Regions from separate parts of the Mus musculus genome. Here region 1 is linked to region 2. A link is a contact called in public HiChIP or PLAC-seq data. All regions are on one chromosome and are shown on one strand. Each heading gives the region's core, a stretch centred on a gene start, on an enhancer-like site or on the middle of the called end of the contact. The rest is flanking DNA. Distances are from core to core; before and after follow the strand shown. Region 1 overlaps Coro2a (coronin, actin binding protein 2A). Region 2 holds the start of Gabbr2 (gamma-aminobutyric acid (GABA) B receptor, 2).

The links. HiChIP or PLAC-seq counts read pairs in DNA pulled down with a chosen protein or histone mark.
Region 1: a contact with region 2 is called in an H3K4me3 HiChIP or PLAC-seq map of embryonic forebrain, with 4 times the contacts expected there. The contact joins the enhancer-like site here to the promoter of Gabbr2 in region 2. A contact is called at or near these places in 3 of 39 promoter capture datasets (the 3T3-L1 cell line, liver and stem cell-derived epiblast-like cells), 2 of 115 datasets of contacts at active chromatin or transcription factors (embryonic forebrain and embryonic midbrain) and 1 of 9 other capture datasets (adipose tissue).

What each region holds. Positions count from the first base shown.
Region 1 is chr4:46,568,107-46,571,426 of GRCm38.p6, reverse strand. The region is part of intron 1 of Coro2a (coronin, actin binding protein 2A); the gene reads left to right. Among named protein-coding and RNA genes, the nearest start is that of Coro2a, 32 kb to the left of the region's middle. Within about 2 kb of position 1,591, at least 18 of the 459 cell types and tissues checked have an H3K27ac peak or open chromatin away from gene starts, as enhancers often do.
Region 2 is chr4:46,989,873-46,993,459 of GRCm38.p6, reverse strand. It overlaps Gabbr2 (gamma-aminobutyric acid (GABA) B receptor, 2), which reads left to right and starts at 1,746. Exons shown (of 19, transcript NM_001081141.2): 1 at 1,746-2,352. The coding sequence starts at 2,035.

The DNA.
Region 1 (3,320 bases), core at 342-2,841, 420 kb after region 2:
AGTTTAATAGGACTGTTGGTTGCCCTAAGCTCTGTGTGTGTGTGTGTGTGTGTGTGTGTGTGTGTGTGTGTGTGAGAGAGAGAGAGAGAGAGAGAGAGAGAGAGAGAGAGGTGGGGGGAGAGAGACGTCCACAGAGGTCTGATCTCTTAAGAGTTACAGGCTATCATGAGCCACCAAAGTGGATACTATGAATCGAACTCAGATCCAGTGGAAGAGAGCACACATTCTTAACCCCTGAACCATCTCTTCGACCTAAGGTCTTGAACTTTTTTGATCCTTCTGGCAAGGAGCTGAGATTACTACCAGGATTTGTTCAAAACAACCTGTTAAGAAGCACATGCTAAGCTGGGCATGATGGCACTTCCCACTGAGAAGGCAGAGGCAGGGAAACCTCCATGAATTCAAGACCGGCCTGTCTAAATAATACTTTTCAGGCCAACCAGGACTACATATTGAAACTCTGTCTAGGAGAGAAAGAAAGAAAGAAAGAAAGAAAGAAAGAAAGAAAGGAAGGAAGGAAGGAAGGAAGGAAGGAAGGAAGGAAGAAAGAAAGAAAGAAAGAAAGAAAGAAAGAAAGAAAGAAAGAAAGAAAGAGAAAGAAGAGAATGAGGGAGGAAGGGGAGGAGGGAGGGGAGGAAAGAGGGGAGGAGGTAGGGAGGGAGACAGAGACAGAGAGAGAGAGAGAGAGAGAGAAAGAGAGAGAGAGAGAGAGGAGAAGAGAGTAGGGGGCACGTAACAAAACAGGGAGATGCTAAGTGTGTGTCAACCAACAGAATACAGTCTTTTTTTTTTTTAAGATTTATTTATTATTTTATGTAAGTACACTGTAGCTGTCTTCAGACACACCAGAAGAGGGAGTCAGATCTTGTTACGGATGGTTGTGAGCCACCATGTGGTTGCTGGGATTTGAACTCTGGACCTTCGGAAGAGCAGTCCAGTGCTCTTACCCACTGAGCCATCTCACCAGCCCCCAGAATACAGTCTTGAACCTGGTATCTCTCTCCCTGCTTTGGCTACCCCACCCCACCCCAAGTGTGAAGATGAGTACTTCATACAATGGGGTGATCTGGAGTGGGGAGTATTGTGCTGGAACCTGGAGCAAAAGGAGGACAAGAGGCAGGGGCATCTTCGGAGCCCAGAGAGTGCCAGCCAAAGACCTGGCCCTTATGGCTTTATTCCAGACCATTCAGGAGGAAGTATGTGCCAAGATTGGGTATCCAAAGGCATAGTGTTCAGGGGTACAGGGAAGACAGTACAAAAAGGTGGGGGGGGGGGGTGCATGGGACCCACCTTCCAAGTCCAGCAGAAGCCTTTGAGGAATAAGGGAGATTCATGGTGGGGTTTATGGGAACTCATATGTGAGAAACACAGACCCCTCCCCAAGAACACAGCAACTGGAGCTGCAGGGCGTGAACAAGAACTTGGCTTGTGGAGAGGCCTTGGTCATCTCTGGAGTTGCCCTGCCAGCTAACCCCAGCTCTGGACAGTTGGGAGGGGGAGGGGGAAGCTCTCTCTCCTGATGAGCCTAATCTCATCAAGAAGAAAGGCTCTCTCTTGGCTGCCGCCAGCTTCAATCTGTGTTTTCTATGGGCCTGTGGGAGGCATCTGTGCCAGACCAGAAGGATGGAGGGGGAGGGGAAGCAGCCGAGGGACCTGAGAACTGGGCTTGATTCTGTGAGCATTTGCTGGTCGAAGGGTGCCTGTGCCTGCACTAAGATGCTTGATGCCATGGAGGGATCCCAGAATCTGCCCGAGGCTGTGCTGACAGACAAGCCAGAGGGCTTCCCTAACCCACCCCCACCCCCATCTCCCTGAAGCCCTTAGGGAACGGGTGGAAGCTAGTAAAGCCACCATCTTTGAACTCTTCCTGACCACTGAGCTTGGTCCTTAGCTTTGAACACAGGTGTGTCTGTGTGTCCATACTTCTGTGGGGTGCCAAGGGTCAGACCCTCAAGCTGCTCATGCAAAGAGGCCACTTTCCAGAATATCTGAGATATCTTCTCAGATCCAAATGCTCAGCGAGGGACACACATGCCTTTCCTGAACTAAGTCAAATGAGTGGCCTGGAGCCCAAATGCTACAGTTTCAACTAAGGCTTTGTGCTATACAACAGTATTCCCAGTGCTCAGGAGGTAAAGGCTGGAGAATCGGCAGTTCAAGGCCATCCTCAGCTATATCCATAGTTGGAGGCCAGCCTGGGGTATGTAGACTCTGCCTCGAAAAGAAAATAATAATAAAAAAAGAAATAAAGGCTCCAGGCCCAATCCCTAGCATCGCCACACATTAGAGTAGAGTAACCCGGTAGGAGGTGGGGAGAGGGGCTGGCAGGAGACTGCAAGGATTTCATCCAGACTCTAAGGGCTCTGCCCAACAGAAGCCTTTAGAAGAGTGGTTCTCAACCTGTGGGTTGTGACCCATCTGGGGAGTCAAAAGAACTTTCCACAGGGGTCACCTAAGACTATCAGAAAACACAGAGAGGTACATCACCATCCATAACGGCAAAATGACAGGAAGTAGCAACAAGAATAATTTATGGCTAGGGGGTCACCGCAACACGAGGCCGCGGCGTCAGGAAGGTTGAGGACCACTCTGGATCTCGAAACACACAACATCTACACTAACGTGAAAACTCACCACTTTACATAAAAATTCAACTGAACACACACCCCAGCCATGCCGTCCAGTGCTCAGTGGCCACGCCTATCTCTGAATGGAGTGATCATAGGATGTCATCACCGTGCTGTCCTCTCCACCTCCTAGCAATTTACAGACGTCTCTTCCCCCATCGGTAACATCAGACAGGACAACACCCTGCGGTAAGTGGCTAGGGCTTACTCTCGTGCCGTGTGTTGGGCGCATTCCAGGTATACACACAACCCTGCAGCAACCCCACAGTAATGAGATCTCCTCACTTTACTGATGAGGAAGGTAAGACACGGAGAGGGGAAGGATCTCGCCCAGCATCACCCAGCTAGCCAGTGACTGGAGAGAGAAGCTGAGCCGCTCACAAACAGACCCAACCCTTCCGTAGGGCAGGCCTGAGATTCACACATATAAATTAGACCACACAGCTCTCATCTAACAAACCTTAGCTGAGACCGCAGCATTTGGGCTACGGGCCAGTCACTTGACTTAGTTCAGGAAAGGCAGGTATTGTGTGGTGCTGAGGATGGGACCGGGAGCTTTTGCATGCTAAAAAAGCCACATCTCCAGCCCCTGGACTTATTTCAGAGTCAACCCCCGGAGCTGTAAGATTGAATCTATGACTGTTAAGCCTATATCTCTCCGATCAGACTGACAACTACGGTGTTGCCATCACC
Region 2 (3,587 bases), core at 497-2,996:
GCAGCCCAGCTCCACCTATACAAGAGCAGGGATTCCTGGCTAGTGATTGAGGCAGGCAGGGACTCAGAACTAGGAAAAACACCAAGGTTCCAGTTACCCACAGTGGAACTCAAGATCAGGGCAGAAACTGGGAGCCAGAATGCCCAGACAAGCAAAGTGAGGCATGAGGTCAGAGTCTGGCCTGGAGCCAAGCTGGTGGGCAGGGAGATGGGTCTCCTCCTGTCAGTGAGACATCTTCTAGAATGTCTGGGGTGACTATTACCTCTAGACTATTTTTTTGGCTGGAAGATGGGGGTGCTTGGATGAGCTGTGCTCTTGTACAAAACCTTCAGCCGAGAGGGGAGGAATTATAGCCGCCTAGAAAGTGGCTATGCGGGCAGGCGCCCTGGCTGATTTGGCCTCAGGGTCTCTGGAGCTGTCCAAGGTACTGCCGTCCTCAATTCAGCCTGGGCTCTATCTTCCAGGTTTCCTCCGGGTTTCCTGCCCAGCTCCAAATATGCAGACTCCATTTAGATGACCCATTACAAACTGTGTGGAGGAACGGGATCTAGAGCTACTGAGAGCACCGTGGCCTCCATGTCCTCCTTTTGGAAGGGCTTTCCAATATCAGGGGTGCATAAGAGTCCTTTGTGGCTGTGCATTCTGCTTCCCCTGTATTAGCTGTATATTATCGATCAGTGTATTCTTCTGTAAAACGGGAATGATAGACCCACTGTACTAAGCGTATACGGCTGTTTTGAGGATACATCAGATATGTCAGGTAGCAAGCAGTTAGTGAAGGTTAAATTCCCACCCTTGTTACAAGGTCGTGCTTTTGGTCCACAATGCTTGGATGGGCTGTTTTATAATGTAATGTAATGTATCCTTGTACTAGTCAGGCTTTGGGATGTTGTAGGTTAGTGCTCACAAGTGCCATGATTCACAGGGAGGCACAGAGGGGTTACTCAGGTTCATCTTGTCCAGGACTACTTTGCCTGGGGTTATCCAGTGTGTTTATACCACCTGGGAGACAGAATGAGCCAAGTCCAGGCTGTGCTTCTTGGGACTGAAGACAGGGTTCCCACCCAGGGGAGAATTTTAAGGCGGGGCCCTCTGGGACTGGGGACACCGGGAGGTCAAACGCCTGGAGGAGGCGGTAGTACTCATAGGTCTCCTATCCCAGCCCTGACCTGGGCTTGGCAAAGGACTCCAGACTGGATCAAGGGTCCCAGGTTCCCTGGTAGCTGGCACAGGAGAGCGCAGGCTGCTGGTGCCCCTAGGACACCTTTGTAGAACGTTCGTTTCCTCGACTCGCCCGCCCAGACCTGGGAGAAGCAGTACCCAACCACCTTGCAGGTGCTACAGGAAGCGCAAGGCGAGGCGCCCGCGTCCCCCGCGCATAGCAGCTTCGATTCCCCCGAACGTGGGGCTCTGGAGCTCAGTCCCCGGCGGCGGGGTCAGCCGGCCGCAGCAGCCGGCGCGGCGCAGCGCCCGGGGCGCGAGTGTGCGTGTGCCGGGAGCACGGCCCTCCCCGCGGCAGCCGCAGCGCCGGCGCCTCCCCCTCCCCCGGCGCGCACGGCCCGTCCCTGTCCCCGGAGGCGGCCCGAGCCGCCGCTCAGCAGCCTTGCCTTCGCCTCCCGAGCCTCCTGCCGCCCTCCCTCCCCTGGCCGGGCTCCAGGGTCCGACGTCCCGCGGCTCCGAGCAGGAAAGAGCTGCGATCGCGCACGGAGGCGGGAGGAGGCGGCCGGGTGCGGGGCGGCCGCGCTGGAGAGAGGCGCGCGGAGACTCGGCCCCCTCGGCGCTCGCTCGCTCGCTCGCTCGTTGGCTCCCCGCCTCCCGCACTCCGCTGGCTCCCACCCCTTCCCGGCGTGATTGATCCGTCACGGGCGCCGCCGCCGCCGCCGCGGCCGTTCTGAGCGAGCAGAAGCCGGAGCCGAGCCGGGGCCCGTGCCGGCGCCATTGCGCGGGAGCCGCGGGCAGAGCTCGGCGCCGGGCGGCGGGCCGGGCCAGGCCATGCGGGCCGAGTGAGCTGGCGCCCGCAGCCCGCGGCGCGGCATGGCTTCCCCGCCGAGCTCCGGGCAGCCCCGGCCGCCGCCGCCACCGCCGCCGCCCGCGCGCCTGCTGCTGCCCCTGCTGCTGTCGTTGCTGCTGTCGTTGGCTCCCGGGGCCTGGGGCTGGGCGCGGGGCGCCCCCCGGCCGCCGCCCAGCAGCCCGCCGCTCTCCATCATGGGCCTCATGCCGCTCACCAAGGAGGTGGCCAAGGGCAGCATCGGGCGCGGCGTGCTCCCCGCCGTGGAGCTAGCCATCGAGCAGATCCGCAACGAGTCACTCCTGCGCCCCTACTTCCTGGACCTGCGACTCTACGACACCGAGGTAAGTGTCCAGTGACCCATGCCGTCGAGGCTGGGGGCGTCGAGGAGGGACAGAGCCGTGATTGTCTCCTCCTCGCTGGCTGACCGCGTACTGGGTCCATCAGGGTCTCACTGGGCTTGGCTGGAGCAGGTGGGACCCTGATCTGTGAGCACCTTCCACCTCTGTGTGGGTGTGGAATGGGGGTCTCCTTTGACCAGAGGAGGAGTTAGAGATGTGAGAGGTTGGACTCCCAGAGGCCTGCGCCGGTTGCCCCTGTCCGGTGCTGCTCCTAGGGTTGTCAGGTGCCAAGTAAGAGGAACACGCACACTGATTACAAACTGGGCCAGCCACAGCTGGACAGGCTATGGGGCCTATTCCCAGACCCTAAAAATTCCAAGCCGCCCTTTTAGGGCTAGAGGGCTCCAGGACCCTCGGGGGCCAAGCTTCGGGCAGGACCGATCCTGTGGTGCACTTCTGCAGCTCAGGGCTCGCGCGCGCCACGGTCAGCCTCGGAGCCCGGAGGGTTCTGCAGCGCTGCTGCCTGGATCTGTCCAGCGCTGGCAGTAGCTGGAGCAGTTTTGGGAGACTCCCCTTCCCCCTCTCCCCGCCTTGGGTTAGTTGCTCATAGAGTGGCTTGACAGGTCTAGCCCGGGACGTGTGGTGGTGTCCGATCGCGCTTCCACTTTTGTTCAGCAGCTGCTAACACCGCTGAGCAGGTGCACACTTGAGGCGTTCGTGTCGTGGGAGCCTAGACTTGGAGTGTGGCAGAGGGTTCCCCTCTGGCCTTCTTTTCTGAGCAGAGCTGGAGAACCAAGACCTTTCCATCCCAAACCCCGATCTCACGCCCTCATGTCTAGGTTTCCAAGGAGCCTCAGCTCAGACCCTGACTGCCCACTCTGAGGCTAGGACGAAGAGAGGGCCTGGAAGAGCGATCAGGAATAAGGACGGGTTTGCGAGTTTTTCCGGACCCAGGGAGCCCCTACTCTCCGGTCCGCAGCCTCGAGAGATAAGATTCGGCCTGAAGGGGGCAGTGATTTCCTTTACTGAGAGCTCTGTTGGCGCCTCTTGCATCTCTCCCAGCAAAGCCAGGGCGAGCTCTGGACCCTTGCTTCCCGGGCTCCCCCAGCGCACCTTTGCTGGAGCTCCCGGGCAGACTCCTCAAGAAAGGAGCATCCCCCTGGTGGTGTAACCTGGGCTTGGCTTCTTCCCCTGCCTGACCCCTTTTTTATACCCCCTCCCGGAAAAGAGCATAATGT